Linked DNA regions of Sus scrofa: regions 1 and 2 are each linked to region 3. The links are chromatin contacts, called in public Hi-C and HiChIP or PLAC-seq maps. All regions are on one chromosome and are shown on one strand. Each heading gives the region's core, a stretch centred on a gene start, on an enhancer-like site or on the middle of the called end of the contact. The rest is flanking DNA. Distances are from core to core; before and after follow the strand shown. Region 1 holds the start of FXYD3 (FXYD domain containing ion transport regulator 3). Region 2 holds the start of TMEM147 (transmembrane protein 147). Region 3 holds the start of HAMP (hepcidin antimicrobial peptide).

Region 1 (3,419 bases), core at 503-3,002, 140 kb before region 3:
GCTAGGCTGTCCTGCCCACACACCCACTCCAGCTCTCCCCCCCCGCCCCCAGTTCTGGGGGGGTTCCTGAACACCTTACTAGTGTTCCCCAAAGCTACGCGCCCTCTTCCTGCAGGGAATGGATGCTCAAACTAAAGTCGTGAGGCTGGAATGTGGGATGAACTGGGAAGCTAAGAGGATTCCCTGGATCTGGGGTGGGCACAGGGAGATGGAAGGGTCTGTGAGAATGTGCTGGAAACAGAGACATGCAGGGTGGGGGCTCCATAGAGGCTAGAGAGAGAGTGAAACGGGACCCTTTCTCCGGCTGCAGACAGGAGACAGAGCTGGGAAGGTCAAAGGGCTTTTCACCAGGCTTAGGGAGGATATATGTTTTGTTGTGGTGGTTGTTTTCTTGTTTGGCTGCCCTTCGGCTCATGGAGCTCCCAGGCCAGAGATCAGATCCAAGCCACAGTTTCGGCCTTGGCCGCAGCGGAGGCAACGCGGGATCTTAAACCCACTGCACCCACGACCCACTGGATCGTCCCAGTGCTGCAGAGACGCCACCAGTCCCCGTAGCACCACAGCGGGAACTCCAGGGAGGGTATATGTTTTGTCCTCTGTGAAATGGGCCCTATAACCGATGACCTCTGGGATTCTTGGAGGATTACATGAACGAAAACTGGCAAGACCATCTGGCAGTGCCCAGCACAGGGTGGATCTAAGTGTTAGCTCTTGCTATCAAGACTGGGACAACAAACGCTGTGGCAGCGGGGCGGGGCCAGGGGACGCATAGATACCGGAGCAGGACAGGGACAGCAGAGTGTTCTTCAAGCTGGGCAGGCCGACCTGGGGAGGGAGGAAGTGTTTGCAGCCAGAGGAGTTTATAGGGGCAGGGGCTGGGTGGGGGGCAGTGATGGGTGGGGGGAGGGCAGAAGCGGGACAGTGGGGTTCAGGGGGAGAGTGGGACAGAAGGTGAAGCTGAGGCTGCTCCCAGGCCTGCCCTCCACCTCCCTCCCCTGCCCCCACCGAGTTCTCTCCTCCCCACATCCTGCCCTGAGCAGCCAGAGGAGCCAGCTCAGTGCCCAGCCCTGGCCCAGTCGAGGCCTGCAAATTCTGGGCAGGGCGGGCAGGCTCCGAGCTGTCTGGGGGAGACACTCCCGGAACCAGGCCTCCTGCCACCTGGCTCCCGGCACCCCATTTCCCAAACCATCCTGAGGCCCTGAGAGAGGTCGCAGTTGGGAACAGCCTCCACAGAGCAAGATCTGGTTTAAATTCCACTTCCCAGGAGTTCCCATCATGGCTCAGTGGTTAACGAATCTGACTAGGAACCATGAGTTTGGGGTTGATCCCTGGCCTTGCTCAGTGGGTTAAGGATCTGGTGTCGCCCTGAGCTGTGGTGTAGGTTGCAGATGCGGCTCAGATTCCGCGTTGCTGTGGCCCTGGCCATAGGCTGGCGGCTATAGCTCCGATTAGACCCCTAGCCTGGGAACCTCCATATGCCACAGGTGTGGCCCTAGAAAAGGCAAAAAGACCAAAAAAAAAAAAAAAAAAAAAAATCCTCTTCCTGGCCTGGTGACCTCAAGCACCCACTTTCACTTTCTGGAGCCTCAGTTTCCCCATCTGTAAGGCAGGGATGACAGTGGGCAATGCCTTCCTTGTTTGGTTGCCAGGGCGATTCACTTAAAGTCTCAAGTCCACGGCCAGGGAGTTGCTATTGCTGCTCCTCTCCAGCTGGGCTCCCTCACCCAGCCCACACTGCACTCCTTATCTCTCAGCCCAGGGAGTCTCTAGGCCAGCCTTTCTGCCCCCCGGGGGAGCTGTAGCCGGGATTGGGAACCAGAGACATCCCAGTGGACCCTCCCCCCAGGCCCCTCCAGGCCAGTACTCCAACCGACATGCACGAGGTGGCCCTGAGCGTGCTCATCCTCCTGGCAGGTGAGTGCCCGTTCCTGGGCTGATTTCCCCTGATCCCCTTGGCCAAGTGATGACCATGCTTGTGTGTGGCTCAGTCACGCTTTCCTTTCTGCTGCCCCCGTGGGCTGGTGGGTCTCTGTCAGCATCTCCTCAAGGATAGGAAGTGTCACCCTGGTGATTTCAAGGGACTCCGAAAGGAGGACCTCTGGGAGTCCCCATTGTGGCTCAGTGGTAGTGAGCCTGACTAGTATTCATGAGGACACGGATTCGATCCCTGGCCTCGCTCACTGGGTTAAGGATCTGGTGTTGCCAAGAGCTCTGGTGTAGGTCGCAGACGCGGCTTAGATCCTGATTGCTGTGGTTGTGGTGTAGGCTGACAGCTATAGCTCTGATTGGACCCCTAGACTGGGAACCTCCATATGCTGCAAGTTCCACCCTAAAAAGACCAAAAAAAAAAAAAAAGAAAGAAAAAAAGGAGGACCTCTTACAATAGAGGCACACACAGCTAGAAAGTCATGGTCTTGATGTCCCCTTGATGACGTCAAGGAAAAGGCTCAGGTCTGTGCTACCGGGTCTTTAACATTTTATTATGAGGAGTTCCTCTTGTGGCTCACTGGGTTAAGAGCCCAGCTAGTATCCCTGAGGATGTGGGTCTGATCCCTGGCCTCCCTCAGTGGGTTAAGGATCCAGTGTTGCCGTGAGCTGCAATGTAGGTCGCAGATTCGGCTCAGATCTGGCATGGATGTGGCTGTGGCTGTGGCTGTGGCTGTGGCTGTGGCTGTGGCTGTGGCTGGCTGGCTGGCAACTGCACCTCCAGTCCACCCCCACCCTGGGATCTTCCATATGTCGTACCTTTGGCCCCAAAATTTAAAAAATAAAGAAACAATGAAAAGAAAAAGAATAGTGCCTGGGACAGAGTAAGCACCATGTGTTTGTGCTTTAAATATAATTTTTAAAAATATGAATCTCCTTTTAACAAAGAAAGAATAGGGCTTAGACCCAGAGCAAAGGCAGCCACTGCTTCTTGCCAGAATGCAATGCTAGTTGTCTGCTTTTCACTGTGTTTGTTACATCAGGCGAAGCTGGTGTTGCATTCAGGGTAGTGATAGAAAGTGGCATTTTTAAAGAAAGCATGTTAAGTTTATAATTAGTGAGTCCTTGAAGGGGAATGGTGAGCAAACACCCGACGGGTGGGACGTGGATGTGGCAGAACCAGAAGATGAGGGCTGAGCTCGCCTGGGAGCTGAAGCCATCTGTCACCTTGACGAGACCCTCGCTCTGTGTCTAGAAGTCCTAGACCAAAGGGCGGCCGTAAAGCCACCCAGGTTAAGAGCGTGTTTCAGGTGTGGGGCTGAGTGAGGGAACCTGCATTTGCAAAGGCTGCAAAGGTGGACGTGCAGAGGCAGCTCATTTGGGGCTAGACCCCTGTGCCCTCAGGAGGAGGTGGGAAAGGCCCCTCAGGGGACCCTCTGCTGAGGCCCCCGGGGCTCTGCAGCCCCACCCTCAGCTCTTGCCTTCCTCCCCCC
Region 2 (3,587 bases), core at 63-2,562, 190 kb after region 3:
GAAATGTCATTTCATAATCACTGTTGGCTGTGCTGGCATGTGCACTCCAAGAAAGCGGGGACCTGGGGACTCTTCACTTCTGTAGCTCCAGCTGTCCTCCTAGGGCGTGGCACACAGCAGGTGCTCAATTCATGCTCAGCGAACAAGACAAGAACTCCCACTGTTCAAGGCTGCTCAGGGTAGGCCATGGCCGGATACCTTCCCTGTGAGGAATGGATAGCACCAACCCTTTGCTCCTGGTGCCATCCCTGCTTGATGCTGTCTCCCTGCTTTAGCTCCTGAAGGTCCACCCTCACCAGGACCTCTTAGAAAAATCAGATCACATCACCCTGCTGCTCAAGGCCAAACCCCCAGGGCTCTGTGCTGCAGCTCCTTCCACCCTGCTGAGGGCTGGAGTTGGCCAGATTCTCCTAGTCGTCCAGCGCCTGACTCACCACCTCCCCTCAGGGAGGGCCTCCTGGCTGAACCATTCCAAGTGCAGTGTTGCCAGAAAATGTCTATTGGTGCGGCATCAGGGTGTTTGCCGTCTGTATCCTTCGGCCAGTCCCCCACCTGCAAAGCTCCCGCATGTCTTCCTTGTACCCTATCCCCACGCAGAAGGGCTCCATCGAAGACTGTAGATGAATGAATGGGTAATGTGCCCAGAAGCCTGAGCTCCTGGAGGTCCTAGCTCTGCGCTCCATATATCTTTGAAATTCTGACGCTCAGGTCGTGTCCACGGACTTTGTTAGCGATACCCACTCGTCCATCTTCGATGCTAAGGCTGGCATCGCGCTCAACGACAACTTCGTGAAGCTCATTTCCTGGTAAGGGGGAAGGAAGGGGTCAGGGAACGTGCGGGGAGCCTAGGATGGTGGGGAGGGATCCCCCGACCGCCCTCCTCCCTCCCCAGGTACGACAACGAATATGGCTACAGTCACCGGGTGGTGGACCTCCTTCGCTACATGTTCAGCAGAGACGAGTGAAGCAGGCTGGCCCGCCTCTGCTTCCCCGAGCTCCCGGGTCAGAACTCATTCCTCCTGTCCCCGCCCTCAGTCCCCCGTGGGAAGGAGGGCGCCCCGCGCGAGGGGCCCGCGCTGCTGGGCCAACGGTGAAATAAAAACCCCGAGTCCTCACAAATTGTGCCCCGTGTCTCTGCGCCGGTCACAGCGGGGTCAGGTCCGGGCTCGAGGCTCGCCCGGGCCCGGCGCCTGGACGCGAGCGCGGCTGCCGCGGGACCCGCATCGCGTCGGCTATGGTTCTGGCCGGCTGTCCCTGGCCCCGCGGCTGAGCCCCGTGACGTCAGCGCGCCGCGCCGCGCACTCCCGCTCCCAGAAGGCCGCGCGGGCCGCGGCGGAGGCAGGTGGGCGCCAGGCCCGGGCTCGGGAGCCAGGCAGCCGAGGTAGAGAGGCGGGCTCCGGCGGGCCGGGCGGCCGGCACCATGACGCTGTTCCACTTTGGGAACTGCTTCGCCTTGGCCTACTTCCCCTACTTCATCACCTACAAGTGCAGCGGCCTGTGAGTGCGGGGCGGCCGCGGGGCGGGGGCGGGGCGCGGGCCGGACCGACCTCTCACCGCCTGCTCCCGCAGGTCCGAGTATAATGCCTTCTGGAAGTGCGTGCAGGCCGGGGTCACCTACCTCTTCGTGCAGCTGTGCAAGGTGAGGGCTCCAGCTTGTGCCGCGCCAGGGCTCTCGGGACCCGCGGCTGCGCCCCTGCCTAAACTCCCGGTATGGAGCTGCCCTGGGCACCCGGCCCAGGGCGCTTCCAGAATACCTGCGGGGGCCGGGCTTGGAAAGGCTGACACCTGAGGAGAAGCCCCAGGCAACTTTTGTATAGCACTCTTAGTAAAGTTGGGAACATTCAGTTGTATGGTTAAGAGAGCTTTGGACACTGTTAAGCGATACTAACCCCCAAAGTTCCACTGACACTGCTCCCACGGCCCTGGTGGGTAGCCAGCCCCGGCACCTACAGGCCTGACCCCGATCTCCTGTGATCAAGACAGAACCCAAACTTCCAAGCCCCTACCCTCTGTCTCTCCTGCTCCTGCCTTGTCTCCATCCGCTGGTCCCTCTTTCACTCGGGCCCCCAGAACCCCAATGTACTGCCCCCACATACACGCTAACTTCCCTCAAAACCCACATAGTTGATCTCCCTCACCTTGAGGTGACCTCTATTTTCTGACTTCAGATGCTGTTCCTGGCCACTTTCTTTCCTACCTGGGAAGGCGGCATCTATGACTTCATTGGGGTGAGTGGGGCAGGGGAGGGGGAGGGAGTGCAGGAGTGGGGCCCCCCTGGCACCTGTGCTTACTCAAGCCTCAACCTGACCCACAGGAGTTCATGAAGGCCAGCGTGGATGTGGCAGACCTGATAGGCCTAAACCTTGTCATGTCCCGGAATGCCGGCAAGGGGGAATACAAGATCATGGTTGCTGCCCTGGGCTGGGCCACCGCCGAGCTCATTATGTCCCGGTGTGTGCAGCAGCCTGGAGCCCAGATTCCTGAAAAAGGACACTTGGGTTCCAGGAGGGTGCTGGAGGGCGGGGGCTCAGATTCTGGGTCCTGAGTGTGTCTGGGTACTGGAGAATCCCTCCCTTTGCCTTCCTCAGCTGCATCCCCCTCTGGGTTGGAGCTCGGGGCATTGAGTTTGACTGGAAATACATCCAGATGAGCATTGACTCCAACATCAGTCTGGTATGCAATCCTGCTCTCCCCCCACACGTGCACCTTTTTGCCGGCGGCTGTGTACTCGAGGCCTGGCCCTGACTTCCTGCCTCCCTCCAGGTCCATTACATCGTCGCATCTGCCCAGGTGTGGATGATAACACGCTACGACCTGTACCACACTTTCCGGCCAGCAGTCCTCCTCCTGATGTTCCTTAGCGTCTACAAGGCCTTTGTCATGGAGTGAGCTGGGTGGGGTTGGAGGCGGAGTCCAAATGGGTTGGATTTCTCTCTTCTCCCTCCTTCATTGTGATGTTTCCCCACAGGACGTTCGTCCACCTCTGTTCCCTGGGCAGCTGGACAGCACTGCTGGCCCGAGCAGTGGTGACGGGACTGCTGGCTCTCAGCACCCTGGCCCTGTATGTCGCCGTTGTCAACGTGCACTCCTAGGCTTGGTGTCCCAGAATTTCACATACCTTCTCCCTGTCTCCAGGTTTCAGTGAAGTAAACAGTATTTGGAAAGTTGATTCCGCCTCTGTTTCTCTCTCTCTGGAACTGTCTACCAATACTGTGCTCACCTGGGTCCCAGAGGCCCTGGTTTTGGCTTTGGAGCCAAGTAGATAAGCTGGGAAATTAGCCAGCACTGATTTGTCCTGTGTTCCTGAACCAGTTCCTCTGCTCTTTCTTTTCCCAGAGTCGACAGAGACCTTGAAGTAGCCCGTCTTTGAGCAGTGGCAGAGACCAGGGCCCTCAGGAAACAGGTGACAGAGGGGTGCTAGAACCCAAGAGGGGGCTTCTCCTCACAGCCATAACCTACCCCTTCCCTGGCTGGTCACCTCCCAGGCTCCCAGCTCTAAATGCCACCTCCCTCCCCTGTCCACCTTTATGGCAGTCAGGGGGGTCTGTCTGCAACCGAGATCTTACTAGTTCACTCCCCCTTGCGTG
Region 3 (3,632 bases), core at 719-3,218:
CGCTCCTGGCCCTGCCCTTCTGGGCTGACGCCCTCCCCTCTGGACCAGCCAATGGTGGGGCCTGGCCTTGAGCCCCCCACCCCCAGGGAGGGCAGATGGCCAAAAAGCCAAGCTTGGCCCGTCAGCCTGTCGCCTTGCACCGCGACTCTGGCGCCTGTGCTGTGTGACCCCTGCCCCTGGCTGATGATGAAACCTGGCCTGAGCTGAGATGCAGTGATGCCCAGCAGGGCTGGGGGATGCTGCTATGTCTCCCTGTGGATGCGAGGGCGGCCTTCCCCCAGACCCTGCCTCAACCAGCAGCCCCTGCGCAGCTCCAGCCACTCCTAGAATCTAGGCCTGCTGGTCTGGTCACCTTGCTGAGCTCACCACCCTGCGCCCACCCCAAGTGCCCCCAGCTGGTCTCCTCCCTGTGCGAACCCTGTCTGCTTTTCCTGGCCATTGCTCTCTCTGAGGCCGTCTTCGGGAGGGAGGGTCATGCAGCAGGAGGAACCGAGCCTAGAGTGCTTGGGGAGGCGGAGGTGGGGAACAGCGCTACATCCCAGGGGCCTCCTGTTTTTGTGAATCTTTTTTTCCAGGGGGCCTTGACAGCATTTGAGGGCCAGGAGGTATTCATCCTTGGCCACCGTGACAGGCTGATGCTGGGTGGCCCAGAGTGAGTTGGAGGAGGAAATGCCCAAGGGCCCGTCTCTGGAGTCACTGTTTGCCATTCCCCTGAGCCATAGGCATCCTGAGATGGTTCCAGTGGCGGACAGGCATGAGGTGGCCACAGCCAGGCGGCCTGAGCTCTGCTCCCTTTCTGGCCATGCTCGGGCAGCAGGCTCCTGGAAGAAAAGCCCAGCTTGGGGTGTGTGCTGTCGTCTGTGGCCCGAGTGCCCCACCACTGCTGGTTTCCAGGTGCCAGTGCCCGGCCCTGACTGCGGAGTTGGGATGAGCCATGCACGATCTGCTTGCCAAGCCATTATGCCCCAGGCCCAGCAGCCCCCAGCCCCAACCCCATGCCTTCCTGGGTCTCCAGAGAGGCAGGAAAGCCTGGGGAGAAGGCCACAGCCCCAGTCAGGCTGCCTGGGCCGGAATCCCGGCTCTGCCTCCGGCTGGGCGAGCTTGGGCCGTGCCCTGGGCTTGGCCTTTAGTTCCTCCCTGTAAAGTGAGGAAAATGAGGCTCAGGTGAGCACGATGGGTTCCTCTCTCGGGAGCAGCGTCTGGGAGGCCAGGCCCCTGGGGTCAGTGGCTGGGACAGCAGCGAGGGCCCAGAACAGGGAGCAGAGCCCAGGATGGGGCAGGCGGGAGCCGCTCCGAGGCCAGGTCGCCAGGGCTGAGTTAACACAAATGTGAGTCCCTATCTCTGCTGGCTTGTGTGGTGCGGTCCTCAGATGTGAGTTGGCTGTGACTGTCACCACTGTCTTTGGGGGCCGAAAATTCACGGGGACATTTCCCAGATACCAGGGCCGCATCTTAAGGTTCTGACGCTTTTGGAAAAGCCCACACACGCACCGGTGGCTCCTGCGGACACAAACTTCCGCGCCTGCCCATGTCCCCTCCCAGAAGCGAACCCCTGAGGGTTCCGCCAAGGGACAGTCAGCCTCCTTGTGAATGAGCAGGTCCGGGAAGGGCAGGGAGGAGGGCACCTTGCTCCTGCTCATCGACCTGTTCAACCTCCTGGGCGAAAGGGTTTTGGTTTTTGTTTTTGTTTTTTAAATCAACAGGGTGATGTCCCGTCGGGGACAGTGTCTCCCAGGTGGCTGACTCCAGGCGGGTGTCTGTGGCCGCATCGGCCCCACCTCCTGGACACACCTCTGCTGGCCAAGGGTGACATAACCCTGTTCCCTGTCACTCTGTTCCCGCTTATCTCTCCCGCCTTTTGGGCGCCACCACCTTCTTGGAAATGAGTTGGGCCAAAGGGGAGGGGGCTTAGCATCCCCGCCTCCCCCAGGAGGCTCCATAAAAGCAACTGTAACTGGACTCCCGGACACCAGAGCGAGTCCTAGAGCTAACAAGCAGGACAGCTGGACGGACAGACAGCACCATGGCGCTGAGCGTGCAGATCCGGGCCGCCTGCCTCCTGCTCCTCCTCCTCGTCAGCCTGACCGCCGGCTCCGTTCTCCCATCCCAGGTGAGAGTCCGAGGGGCCTGGGTCCAGCAGACGGCCAGAATCACACGGGAGCCCCAAGCCCTGGGGAGGGGACTGCTGCGGGCAGCCAGCGAGAGACCCCAGCATAGGGCAGAGCCCAGGCCAGGGAAGGGGATGGGGTACTGCGTGCAGAGACGGGGGGCCCCAACCGAATCCCACAGGTGTTTTCCGAGTGCCTCCTCTTACGCCCATTCGAGACAGGGGCGATCAAACAGTGAGCAAAGTAGGCGAGAGGAGATATTCGCGGGGCCAGGGAACGAATGAGCTTCAAAGAAGTAAACTCGTGTGTAGGAAAGGCTGCTCCAGGATAACGTAAAAGATGGGGGGGAGGGAGCGTGATGGGTGGGGGGATCCTCCTCCGATGGGATAAAGAGCTGGCTGTTTTGTTTAAAAATGTTTCTTGACCTATGACTGGGAGGGTGAGAAAAGGTAAGATGAGCAAGTCAAGGCCAGGGCGGGGGCGAGCATGGCCCCGCTCCATCCCCGAGGATCAGAGGGCTTGGTGAGGGACGTACTTGGTACTTGGTACTTGGTACCTAGAGGTGAGATCCAAGGGTGGTCATGCCACGTCTTGCCAGCCACCGTGCAAACGCTGATTATCCTCCAAGGGCAGGGGAAGCCCTGTTGGCTTTTGAAACAGAGAAAGCCAAGATCTGACAGCTAACACGTGGGGGAATGGATGGGCAGGGGCGAGATGCGGAGGGGGGCCTGGCATCCAGGCCCTGGAGAGGGCTACGGAAGATTAGCAGCTGCGGAGAGAAAAGGAGACAGATCTGGGATGTTTGGAGGCAGGAGAGCCGCCTGTGGGAAGGTGAGGAAAGGTCCGGGATTCCAGCTGAGCCAGGGGAACAGCAACCCCAGAGAGGAGCTGCTGCTGGAAGCGAGTCCGAGAGCACGGCCGGGGCCCTGCCATCCTCAATACTCCCTTTGCTTCCACAGACAAGACAGCTCACAGACCTCCGGACCCAGGACACAGCAGGAGCCACCGCTGGTTTGACGGTGAGCACACCTGGGACTCCCTCCCGAGCCTCCCCGGCCCGCCCCGCCCAAGCCCTGCTCACGGGCCGTCTTTCCCTTCTCACAGCCCGTGGCCCAGAGGCTAAGAAGAGACACCCACTTCCCCATCTGCATCTTCTGCTGCGGCTGCTGTCGCAAAGCAATCTGTGGGATGTGCTGCAAGACGTAGAGCTGCCCACCCTGCCCCAGCCCCTGCGTCACCCCTTATTTATTCCGGCTGCCTCCAACCCTGAATGGTCTTGGAATAAAATAGCTTTTCTTTTCCAAACTGGAGTCTCTGTTGTCTTTTCTCCCTGCCAGAGGCTGTGCCCGAGCCTCATCCTGGCCCCTGTCTGGTGAAGAGCAATGCTTGGAGCGGGTGTGTGGTTGGTGGGTGCTGGGGGTGGGGGGATGCTGGGCGGGGTGCTGGGAGGGGGGGTTGCAAGGCAGCTCGGTGAGGAAAATTTGTTTTTCTGTTCCTCCCTTTCTTTCCCCACTTCAAAAGACC

What was found. A called contact is a pair of places that touch in the nucleus more often than the background predicts. HiChIP or PLAC-seq counts read pairs in DNA pulled down with a chosen protein or histone mark.
Region 1: a contact with region 3 is called in a Hi-C map of epiblast stem cells, with 1.8 times the contacts expected there. The contact joins the promoter of FXYD3 here to the promoter of HAMP in region 3. A contact is called at or near these places in 1 of 5 promoter capture datasets (liver), 1 of 47 Hi-C or Micro-C datasets (epiblast stem cells) and 2 of 2 datasets of contacts at active chromatin or transcription factors (alveolar macrophages and skeletal muscle).
Region 2: an H3K27ac HiChIP or PLAC-seq map of alveolar macrophages shows a contact between it and region 3. The contact joins the promoter of TMEM147 here to the promoter of HAMP in region 3. A contact is called at or near these places in 3 of 5 promoter capture datasets (fetal liver, fetal skeletal muscle and liver) and 1 of 2 datasets of contacts at active chromatin or transcription factors (alveolar macrophages).

The regions. Positions count from the first base shown.
Region 1 is chr6:44,649,035-44,652,453 of Sscrofa11.1, forward strand. It overlaps FXYD3 (FXYD domain containing ion transport regulator 3), which reads left to right and starts at 1,753. Exons shown (of 7, transcript NM_214208.2): 1 at 1,753-1,914. The coding sequence starts at 1,875.
Region 2 is chr6:44,977,883-44,981,469 of Sscrofa11.1, forward strand. TMEM147 (transmembrane protein 147) reads left to right here and starts at 1,313. Exons shown (of 7, transcript XM_021097223.1): 1 at 1,313-1,497; 2 at 1,570-1,639; 3 at 2,169-2,228; 4 at 2,315-2,451; 5 at 2,589-2,673; 6 at 2,764-2,885; 7 at 2,969-3,169. The coding sequence starts at 1,421. The coding sequence ends at 3,092. It overlaps GAPDHS (glyceraldehyde-3-phosphate dehydrogenase, testis-specific), which reads left to right. Exons shown (of 12, transcript XM_021097231.1): 11 at 709-806; 12 at 893-1,110. The coding sequence ends at 965. It overlaps LOC110261280 (a long non-coding RNA gene), which reads right to left and starts at 1,272. Exons shown (of 2, transcript XR_002345323.1): 1 at 1,117-1,272; 2 at 1-803.
Region 3 is chr6:44,783,895-44,787,526 of Sscrofa11.1, forward strand. HAMP (hepcidin antimicrobial peptide) reads left to right here and starts at 1,969. Exons shown (of 3, transcript NM_214117.1): 1 at 1,969-2,110; 2 at 3,068-3,127; 3 at 3,213-3,409. The coding sequence starts at 2,024. The coding sequence ends at 3,314.